Linked DNA regions of Danio rerio: region 1 is linked to region 2. A link is a contact called in public Hi-C data. All regions are on one chromosome and are shown on one strand. Each heading gives the region's core, a stretch centred on a gene start, on an enhancer-like site or on the middle of the called end of the contact. The rest is flanking DNA. Distances are from core to core; before and after follow the strand shown. Region 1 holds the start of si:dkey-60a16.1. Region 2 holds the start of papola (poly(A) polymerase alpha).

Region 1 (5,966 bases), core at 476-2,975, 330 kb before region 2:
TTTGATTGCTTCAGCTAAATTATTCTTAACCACGCCTCTCTTACTGTTAGTTTTGCTACGAGGGAATAATGTGCAAAAAGAAAGCCCCGATCCCACACTATATTTAGTTCCAGTTGGAAGTACATCAACATACTGAAATAAAAGCTTATGGTCAGGGCCGGAGCAAGCTGAACTGCCGCTCTAGGCTGAGGACGATTACGCTGCCCTCAATCCCAATGTGAAAACGAAAGTGACCGGTTATGTCACAAGTGAGGTGTCGCGGTCCTCTTTTCTGCCGCCCTATAAGCAGATATATCTGAGGAAAAAAAAGTATTGAAAAAAAAAAGTATTGAAAAATACTTATATACATAGAAACAAAAATAATAACTTAGTATACAATCAGACTACAGCGGGGGATCAGTACCAGAGAAAAATCATGAAATCTAACATTAAATCAAATATTTTGTTTTTAATTTGCATTAGAGACTTTTTCAAAGTTTCCATTTCTAATAAAAAGATATTACATTTTGGTGTAAATTTTGCAAATTTCTGTTCATGAATAACATATTTACCTTGTAAGATGTAGAAGTTAACAACAGACTCGAATGTTCTTTTTGTGTGTGGAAAAAGTGCAAATTACATGTTTTAAAGAGAGCCTGTCATTAACATTTCTTTGCCCAAATAGCACGTCTCTAGCATCATTCCAAAATTTAAGAGACATCACAGTTATACAAAAGATAGCTAATCCTCATGTATATTACAAAATGTGCAAGCATTATTAATATTCATGAATTTATATAAAGTAATTTACAAGGATTCATTTTGTGAAGTATTTTAAAGTCCACTCCTTTAACTTTATTTAAAAAAGGCTAAATTTAATGGGTATTGACCAGGTAGCATTCCAATTAATATCAATAATTTTTTTTATTCCAATAATATTTCCCTCTATGGGGATATATTGTGTTAAGACTGAAACAATTGTTTATTTTTTATTGTTATATGATGGAGAAAGTATGTCAAAACCGTACTGTTGACATCGTCAGCCTACCTGGTGTAAAACCTAATGTCATCATCGGATGCGGCGAACCTCTCCAAACAAAACCTGCTGCTCAGGGAAATCTCCTCTATGTGTTTTCGGAGACTCGCAATTTCCACAAGTAGATCCTCAGTGTGGTCTCGAGCTGCAGAGGTGGGGATGGAATCAAGGTGAGAAGTGTGAGCAATCGCATCCATAGAAGGGTCATCATCATCACTATGCAGTTGGTCTGTTTTTATCCTTTCCAAAACTGCAGGCTGTTCGGCTGGGGCGGTGAAGTTGTTCCAGTGAAAAAGCACCGGGATGGCTCCTTTCTCCAAACGCCTGTGTCCAACTGAAGTTAAAGGCTCGATCAGGTCGCTGCATTTGAAATGTCGGCTACACACCCGTTTCTTTGGGGTAACTTTAAAATTGTCCCGTCGAATATTAACCACCCACCTCTCCTGCGCATCTTTGTCTTTGGGAAACGTGTGGAAACTGAGGACTGAGTTGAACTTGGAAGATGCTGTACATTGCGGGACACAGCAGTGGAACTTGCTACTGCGCTCCCGTCTTTGAAACGTCGTTTTCGAACGCTTACACGTCATGGTTATGTACTCGACGCGAACATAAACACGCTTTACTAAATGAACAAAGTCCCTTTAAGGTATTCTATGGTCTTTGACATGAAGCATTAACACATTTAGTACGATCGGCGGAAGTAAACTAGTGTCCTTCTTCATCTTCTTCTTTAGGTTTTAACGGCAGCTGGCATCCTGTTTGTATCATTACTGCCCTCTTCTGTACTATTTTCCTCTTACTCCATCAGGAGAAAGTAATATTTGCTGGGTTATATTTAAAATTATGCTGTGAAACCCCACAAGATGGCAGTACTGCTTAAAAGTTAGCATTGTGTCATGTTCTGCGTTACACAAAAACAGCAAGCTGATTTTTACCAATATCTTTTACCGTTTTTGAACAGCAGATTGAAAAATGTCAAGTCATCTTTATTTCTGTAGCACGTGTGTCTAATAGTGGCTTCAAAGCAGCTTTAGAGAAAGGGCAGGATAAATAGTACAATATCCATACTGAAAAAAACAGCTTAAACCAGCCTAGGCTGGTTTTAGCTGGTCGACCAGGCTGGTCTCAGAGGGGTTTTGGCCACTTCCAGGATGGTTTCCAGCCATTTCCAGCCTGGTCTTAGCTGGTCAGGCTGGGAGATGACCAGCTAAAACCTTTAAATCGCTGTAATTCATTACACACGTGCACTGTTTTGAAACATTTCAAACTTGTGAAACTCACTCTTGATCACATTTGATGATGATTAATGATCCTAGCAAACTGAACAGACCTTTTATTTTGCGCACGTCCCGTCTTGTTGATATGATTATACACGTGACTACCGGGACATGTTAATACGCAGCTGTCAATCAATTCGCTGGGCAGGGGGACCGCACTCCTACATCAAGTTGCGGTCGGCCTGAAAACCGATCCAATTGGTCCACCGTTTTATATTGTTAAATTGAAAAAAAAAGGACTGGGTGTGTCTATATCACCCCAATATGACGGTCTATACACTATACCAACACATATGTGTGTCCAAACAGCTTGAAACGTTTTTTTTTCACCATAGGTGCACTTTTTGGGTGGTATAATAATATATAAAAAATAAAGTACAAACAGTCAATATTATTAGCCCCTGTAAAATTCTAGTTACAGACATCAAAACGTCTAGCATCTTGACTAATTAACTTGCATAGTTAACCTGTAGGTAAGCCTTCAAATTGCACTTTAATGATGAAAATCAACGTTTGTAGGCTGTTTGGAAAGGACTGTGTGCAGATATAGTCTGTCCACAGTCATATTGGAGTGATATAAACACAACAAGTCTTTTTAAAAAATTTCCTGACCATAAAATAGGACCCAAATCCTAGAGATTTTGAGGCCTATTGCAACGTGCTGTAGAAATGCAATTTTCCCTGCTCACTGAATTGATTGACAGGCACCATGTTTCTACAATAGCATGTTTACACACGGTCACAGAACATTTTTTGCCAATAAACTGGGATTCAAATATTTGTGCCAACTCTCTGTGATTTTTATAAGTTTTAAACGTTTTAAAAAAAGAACGTTTGTAATATAATAAAGTAAAATTGCTATTTAATTCTTAACCGCTATAATCACCACAGCCGCAAGGTGTCAGTAAACACTAACATTTGTGTGTGTACTGCAAATGGCATTTGTGTGAGACTCATCATTTCAGAAAGGCTTGAATAGACTCCACCACAAATACATGAAATAAACTTACTTGCTATTTTTGATGAGCTTTATTTCAGCTTAATTCATGTCTGACTATCACTGACTGCTGTTTATCTGAGGTAACGCATGATGAGAAGCAGACACGCACGTGGGAACAATAGACAGGGAGAAGCAGCACATTTACATTTAAAGCCTGGTTTATACTTTTGCGTCAAGTGACCGGCGTAACCCACGGCGCATGCAACGCTGTACATTCATACTTCAACGCGCTGGCTGCGTCCGAAACCGCATACTTCCATACTATATAGTACGCCAAAATCAGTATGCGAGCCGAGTAGTATGTCCGAATTCATAGAATTCGAAAATAAGTATACGAGAAATACCCGAATGACTTACTACTTCCGGCGAGATTCAGGAGTGCGCATCCCATGCATACTGCGCTATCCCATGATGCCCCGCGAGCGAATTCATGAATGGAAGTTAAGCGATGCAACTGATGCTGGTAGGTCACGTGGCCATGACAAAATGGCGGATGTAGTACGTCCAAATTCCATTCATACTTTTTACATTCATACTGGATAGAACGTACTTTTCTAACGGCCGAGTAGTACGTTTAAATTCAAATGCAGTACCTACTGAGTAGTAGGCGGTTTCGGACGCAGCTGCTGTCTCTGTTGGTCTGCATTAACACTTCCGAAATATAGTCTATAGTTGGCAGTGAGGTGTTTATGTTCCTCTGTGTCGAGTTTCTTCGCTGGTGTTTTGTTTTTCCTGAACACTTCTTGAATGTACAAGTGGCTCAAACTCACTCATTTTGAGACAGGAACCGGCAGACGTGCAACAACTTTAACTATGAGGTAAACACAAAACAAAACTTTCCATCCGGAGCTCCTTCACAGGACTCTACCATACCTGTCAAGCCTCCTGTTTTTCCCGGGATTCTCCTGTATTTTTACTGTTCTATCCCGCTATCATCCCGTAAAGGTATTTTCCCGTGTTTCTCCCTTATTTTCAGTCTCTCTCTAAACAGCCGAGCCTCCCTATACCGCTGAACCACCAGGGGTCGCCCCATGCTCTAAAACGTGAGTTTTTTAAAACGTGAGTCCCTTATTATGATGGGCATATCCCTTATTTTCACATTCCAATGTTGACAGGTATAGACTTCACACTTGTAAACAATCGCTCCATCGAGTTTGCACTGCTCGTGCGGCTCTCTGTCCCGCCCAGACTCGTCAGTGATACCAAGCCGACCAATCACAGAGCTTGCGCTACGCATCGTTGCGACGTGTAGTTAAATTTTTTCAGAGGTGCACGTCAGCGACGCCAATGACCACGGCGTAGGGCTATGCGTCAACTCGTAGGCTGCACCGTAGTATACGTGTGTGCTTGACACAGAAGTTTAATCAGCCTTAAAGCGACAGGCTACAAAAACAGCCACACTATACTCAGACACCAAAATGGGCAGATTCTGGAGGCTACAATTAATTATCTGATGGGTATTTAGAGCTGAAACTTTACAGACACATTCTGGAGACACCGAAGGCACACATCTTGTAAAAGATGTCAAATTTAAGGTAAATATCTTGGAAAATACATTGTAAAATATTATGGCTTCATGGGAAATCTAAAGTAAATTACTTAATTAACCTAGAATGGTTTAAAAAGCGCTGGAAAAATCTGTTGAAAAGCACTTGGGAAATGTTTGAAAAAGAATTTAAATATCACTTGAGGGCTAGACATTTTGTCTTCGCCTTAATATCTGCTATATAAAAACCTCAGAAGAACTCTTTTTACATACAGTATGTTCAGAATAAATCAGTCGTAAATATTCTGAACGATTATGCAAATTGACACATGTATTACTTTCAAACACTCCGGTTTTAGCTCCACACAGGTCTTGATTCTATAATTAAACAACTCTCCTCTCCTGTGTGAATTTCCGCAATGTTTCAGATTTGCTTTTCAATTACGGTTAAAACAGATCCTTGCCTTGAATAGTGGCTTGCATGAGTAAGGTTGGCTGCTAGGCAACCACTCATTAGCACAACTAAAGATCATCAAGTTATTACCTAATTAATAATGATCAGGTAATTCTATGATTACGCTATCGTCAATCGCCATCCTCTGCAGAAACCGAACAACATACATCTGAAAAACAAATGCTAACCAAAACATTACAGTCAAAGGGTTTCTGTTCTGCTAACATACACTGTGGGCCTAAATTAGAGAGTCATTTATGTCATCATATCCACCAACACAATTACTTACGCTTGCTATAACGTCGAGTCCTTCTTGTAAACAAGAAAATTAAGAAGAGCTTAAAGACTGCTCCAGTGCCGTCAGAGACCCAGTGGAATATAACCGCTGCGGTGTGATTATTAAAATGAGAATCTAATGATTTGCCTCTGCCAAGGTCAGACGAGGCTTAATTAGGAAAAATGCAATCAGCGACACCGTGCCTTGCTCTAAATGCAGTTTGGGCCTGTGCCAGCTTCAGCTCGAGACATGTTTTGTTATTAAAGGATGGCTGCCATCTTGTGCTGCCGTTTGAAATGTGTCCATGATGGGGAAACTCCTGGGGTTAACAGGAAGTTGAATATTATTCAAATCGAGCGAAGATACATTACAAAACGTTACAGGAAATACATCAGAAGATTGGAAAAAATATATACAGTTGAAGTAAGAATTATAAGCCCCCCTGTTTACTGTCTCA
Region 2 (5,595 bases), core at 1,597-4,096:
TGTGTTTTGGTGTTTCATGACCCTTTCAGTAGTTTAGTTTAGTGTGGTTTAATTTTCACTGCTGAACGTTCAAACACTGAAGAGCAAATCAGTCCCAAACCAGTGGCAACAATGGCGAGGAACAAACTTAACCAATTGACAAAAGCGAAGGGGAAAAAATTGCCAAGCATCTGCTCAAGAAACGGCCTGGTCCAGGATTATGGAGAGCTCGGGATAAGGAAAAACAGACTAACGTAAGCGAAGATGCCATTCAATTTATAATGTCTTGTGGGAAGTTCTTTCTTTTTGTTTTAAAAAACATATATTTTCTTCTCCCAGTTTTGGCCTTCCATCCACCCTGAGATGTTGTTTTTAGGAACCAAAAATGGATCTTTGTGAAAAATGCATTGGATCAATATTAAAATGCTGTTTTTGTGTTGTGGTGTGGACTGTGAAAATGAACGGCTTTCGATGATGCATTTTAGTCATGTGACCAATTCAGCTAACATGGTGGATGACATTGTGAAGCAGATGCTTTGGATGCTGTTCGTTTTGACTGCTTTGTTATCAAAGATTATTGTCAGTTTTTGTACATGCTCCATATTGCCTCTCGTCAAAGGACATGGAATGTTTACTGGGAGCTGTTGTCCAGCTGCGGAAGTAGACAACAGTTGCAACATTTTGCCACAACGTTTCAAAGATACGTAAAATTTCAAAGAAAAGTACACTTGGCGGCCACTTTATTAGGTACACCTGTCCAACTGCTCTTTAACGCAAACATGGCCATGACCTAATGACATGGTCAAGACGATCTGCTGCAGTTCAAAGCGAGCATCAGAATGGGAAACAAAGGTGATTTAAGTGACTTTTAACGTGGCATGGTTGTTGGTGCCAGACGGGCTGCTCTAAGTATTTCAGAAACTGCTGATCTACTGGGATTTTCATGCACAACCATCTCTAGGGTTTACAGAGAATGGTCAGAAAAAGAGATAAATACCAGTGGGCGGCAGTTCTGTGGGCACAAATGACTTGTTGAAATACAATAGAGGTATGCAGAAGAGAATCTCTAAATGCACAACACGTCCAACCTTGAGGCAGATGAGATACAGCAGCAGAACATCAAAACGGTGCCACTCCTGTCAGCTAAGAACAGGAAACTGAGGCTACAATTTGCACAGGCTCACCAAAACTGGACGATAGATGATTGGACATTACCTGGTCTGATGAGTCTCGATTTCTGCTGCAACATTCGGATAACAGAGTCACCAGTGTGCCCATCTTCTGATGGCTACTTCCAGCAGCATAACGGGCCATGTCATAATGCGTGAATCCTCTCAGACTGGTCTCTTGAACGTGACAATGAGTTCACTGTACTCAATGGGCCTCCACAGTCGCCAGATCTCAGAGCACCTTTGGGATGTGTGGAACGGGAGATTTACATCATGGATGTGCAGCCGACAAATCTGCAGCAACTGTGTGATGCTATCATGCCAATATGGAGCTAAATCTCTGAGGAATATTTACAGTACCTTGTTGTATGTATGCCATGAAGAATTAAGGCAGTTCTGAAGGCAAAAGGGGATACAACCCAGTACGAGTAAGGTGTACCTAAGTGACAGTAATGACAGAATTGACTTATTAGGCAATCTGGATTAGTGTAGACGTAGCCTTAAACAATAAGCAGGCCCTTAGGAAATTTAAGAGCTCCCAATAAATACCTAGAAGTTTCAACATACTTTTCTATAATGTTTTGTATGGTGAGGGTCTAACAAATAGGTGGTGTCCCCCATCCCCCAATCATATATCAATAGAGCTATTAAACCAGATGAAGATTTAGTTTTAAAAACAAAATTGTTTATTTACTATTTTTTAGTTTGGAATGAATTGAATGTAGATATTGCATTAAAAATCTAGAAAAGAAGATTGAGTGATAAGAAAATAACAGCAAAATAAATAAAAACAAAATACATAGGGTGTATATTAGGCATGGGACGATAACCGTGTTTAAATACTGTGGTTTGGAAAAGTCAAGGTTTTAAAACCGTCAAAATTTTCTGCTAAAACTATCCCAAGGTATGAGTACGATTTTTTTTTATTTACGTTTAGTTTTTAGTTTTTAAGGACAACAGTATCTCCAGCAGAAAAGATATCCAAAGATGCCATTTTAAATGGTAAATCTGTGTTTTTGAAGCTAATGAAGACAGCAGAAGTCAATAATTTATTTGAAGAATCTCAGGGTTTCTGAAAGTTAAATTTAAGACTTTTTAAGACATTTTTAAGACCATTATAAATTAAAGTTTAGAATTATAAAGGACTAAAGGCTAAGGATTCTGTGAAACGGCTCAGACAGAAAAGATTTTTATTTGCTCTATCAAAAAAAATATATATATAAAATTATATATATATATATATATATATATATATATATATATATATATATATATATATATATATATATATAATTGCATACATTTAATTATATATTAATTATATATTAATATATTAAATATTACTTATTATATATTATTAATAACAATTTAATTTTTTTAAATTTCTTAGCAATATATTTAAAATATTGTATAAAAGCAAGCAAGCTGTACTTGTATCTATACACTATATTTATTCATTTTCTTTTAATTTATACATTTTTTACTACTACTACTACTATATATTGTGTGCACTGTTTTAATTATATATGTATGTTACTTTTTTATGTAAACTCTATAAATGCTTTGGCAATACATTTGCAATGCCAATACAGCAACTATTGAATTGAATTGATTAGAGAGAGAGAGAGAGAGAGAGAGAGAGAGAGAGAACAGGTTAAAAAACACATGACGCATGTCGGACAGCGTCAGCGAGGCATGCGTCATGGCGTCACTTCCCGTACCAATTGGCAGTTGCTGTTGCCGGAGCGCCATGTTAGTTCAAACAAAAGAAACAACTTAAATGCCTTAATAACAGTTCATGACAGGCTGGAAGACAATGGCGGAGTGTAACCTGCTTCTCAGCTTCTCTTAAGCCGGACATTTCCACAATGCCTTTGTAAGTATGTCGACGGAGCTCAAAGACAGTGTGTTGAAAAGCAAACGCGAGGTCCTGGGCCTTATGTCACGAATCGGTCGCAAACACGACACCCTAATCAAAACATTCGACGCAGCTGTGTAGTCGTTGGACTAGTTTTTGATGCATTCGTTTTGACAGCAAACATGTCATGAAGCATTGCTAATAACATGAATGAAGCAAAAACCGTCAGATGGAGAGGCTTAGCTCAGAGTAAGCGCTCCGGCTTATTTATATAGACTTTAAATCTGAAGCATTCAGAGGTTTGTGTACTTAGTTCAGATATGTAGTGCATATGTTGATGTGGGTCAGTCACCTTTTATACTAATACCCTTCACCGGAGCATTCAGGTGTAACGTTGTCTAGCGGCACAGATTTGAACGCATGGAGCTCTAGCGTTACATGATTTATATTTATCTTGACATTGCGTTTGCGCTCGCTAATTGCGCGAGACCTTGGGGGATAAACGCGAGCGGAGAGACATGACGTCATAAACTGATAGGCTGTTTTTCAATTTCAAGAACGCTGAGAACGTACTTGCGTTCTTGTGGAGACCGGTCCTGCCAGGTCTCCTCGGAAGAACGAACTCTGGAAAGCAGGAGAACAGAGAACGCGTCCTGTGAGAAATGAGATGCTGCGCTCTTCCTGATGGTCACGTGACCTTCACGCGTTTTTAATGGTAAATTATTTAAACATTACAGCATTCATACAACGATTTATTGTCTTTCCCCTTTTCAAAATATACACTATCAATAAAGGCTACAAATATACGTTGCACAATATAAATAAAACATATTTTAATACAAATTTCAGCAAACAAACACCCTTAATGTGTTTATGCCTTTATCAAGATGTCCATGGTGATGTTTATATTCACCGTTTCATTTAGGGAAGCTCCTGAGGCAAATAAATTATACCTCTGAACTTTAATAATAAATCTAAATATAATGCTGCGCTTCCCAACTCCAGTCGTAATGACTTCTAGAGCGAGATCGGTGCTCACGTCTGCATTGGTGTGTCATTGATATCAAGAACACATCCAGGAAGTTTCACGCGTCCTCTGTATTTGCGGTCTTGAGTATTGGAACTGAACTTACACAAGAACACGGGGACGCAAGATTGCTGAAGAACGCATATTGAGAAACAGCCAATGTTTACTTTGCTAGCGCATTGCTATTCTTTAGGTGGTATTGTCAACAAAAACCTCAGCTTTAATTCGATTGGAGAATGAAAAAGACACGACTGATGTAAAACGCAAGGTGCAGCAGGCGGTTAAACAAGGGCGCATAAGTAGCACGCGCAACGCTCGGTAGTAAATCAATCAAAAAAAAAATAGTTTCAGTACTACAGAATGTTTATAGCAAGTCTGACTTTTTTTTGTTGTTGTTCATTTATCTGCAGTCCAATTACCAGCCAGGTGCAAACTGCCCAGCCGACCCCAAAACATTATGGGATCACATCTCCTATCAGCTTGGCACCGCCTAAAGAGGCTGATCTGGTTCTCACGCGGAAGCTGACAGAGACTCTCCGACCTTTCGGCGTCTTTGAGGAGGAGCTGGAGCTGCAGCGCAGGTAAATAAGATGCACTTCAACAAATCAACTGTCTGTGGTTGCTCCACTTGAACAGCTAAAGGACGGGTGCTCAACCACGTTCCCGGAGATCTACCTACCTACAGAGTTCAGCTCCAATCCTAATCAAACACATACGAACCAATTACTTAGGATCTGAACTAGGGTTGTAACAATATACCGGTATGACGGTTTACCACGATTTGAACGTGCACGATTATCATACCATGAACAATTGCATATCAACGGTTTTAACCCTTAAAGACCGAGACAGCCGCCCGCGGCTAAAAATAAGTATTGCTCTTAAATGTTTAATAACTTTTGATCCGCTGATCCGATTCATACAATTCAAAGATTGGCATAAAGAAGAGAATCTCAGCTTTCCAGTGCTGCATCACATAACATTCGCAGACTTTCAGAGGCTCCGGAATCAGTGTGGTTACGTCATCAACATTTGACAACGCTGATTTGACAAAGAAACGCTCGTCACTGTGTCTCCGGACAAACCAGACATGATACATTGATGCATTGTCCCTCCTCCATGCCCAGATTGGTTCAAACTCGCTATATCACAACCAATAAGCATAGGTTTCGCTTTTGTTTGTGGACCAAGCTTTTTGAACAACACGGAATGAGAGATAGGCATACATTTATGCGCGGCTAAATAAAACGCAAAAAAAAAAAAAGTTTTGCATGAAATAATTCTCATACTAAGTACTTTTGCATGCACAGCAGCACAGAAACATGACAAAACAGTGACACAGCAAAGACGAACTGCTGCTCTTGCTGTTTTCAAAAGACGCAAATGAAGATGCAGCTGTTTGTCTGCATTTCAGACAACCATATCCAAATCCATATCGATAGACAACCATATCCATGCTGGCACATAAAACCTAAGGATGTTCCATATTGAATCTAGTTTCGTTATGTAACTATTCATAGTATAGTAAATATTTATATCTATTTTTTACTGAGGATTTGCAC

The links. A called contact is a pair of places that touch in the nucleus more often than the background predicts.
Region 1: a contact with region 2 is called in a Hi-C map of hematopoietic stem cells, with 3 times the contacts expected there. The contact joins the promoter of si:dkey-60a16.1 here to the promoter of papola in region 2. A contact is called at or near these places in 1 of 18 Hi-C or Micro-C datasets (hematopoietic stem cells) and 1 of 4 datasets of contacts at active chromatin or transcription factors (embryo).

The regions. Positions count from the first base shown.
Region 1 is chr20:5,212,200-5,218,165 of GRCz12tu, reverse strand. It overlaps si:dkey-60a16.1, which reads right to left and starts at 1,725. Exons shown (of 5, transcript XR_012396312.1): 1 at 1,454-1,725; 2 at 1,028-1,349.
Region 2 is chr20:4,878,700-4,884,294 of GRCz12tu, reverse strand. It overlaps papola (poly(A) polymerase alpha), which reads left to right and starts at 2,846. Exons shown (of 23, transcript NM_205758.2): 1 at 2,846-3,024; 2 at 4,444-4,614. The coding sequence starts at 3,017. LOC141379521 (a long non-coding RNA gene) reads right to left here and starts at 3,426. Exons shown (of 5, transcript XR_012396329.1): 1 at 3,359-3,426; 2 at 1,509-1,587; 3 at 1,195-1,389.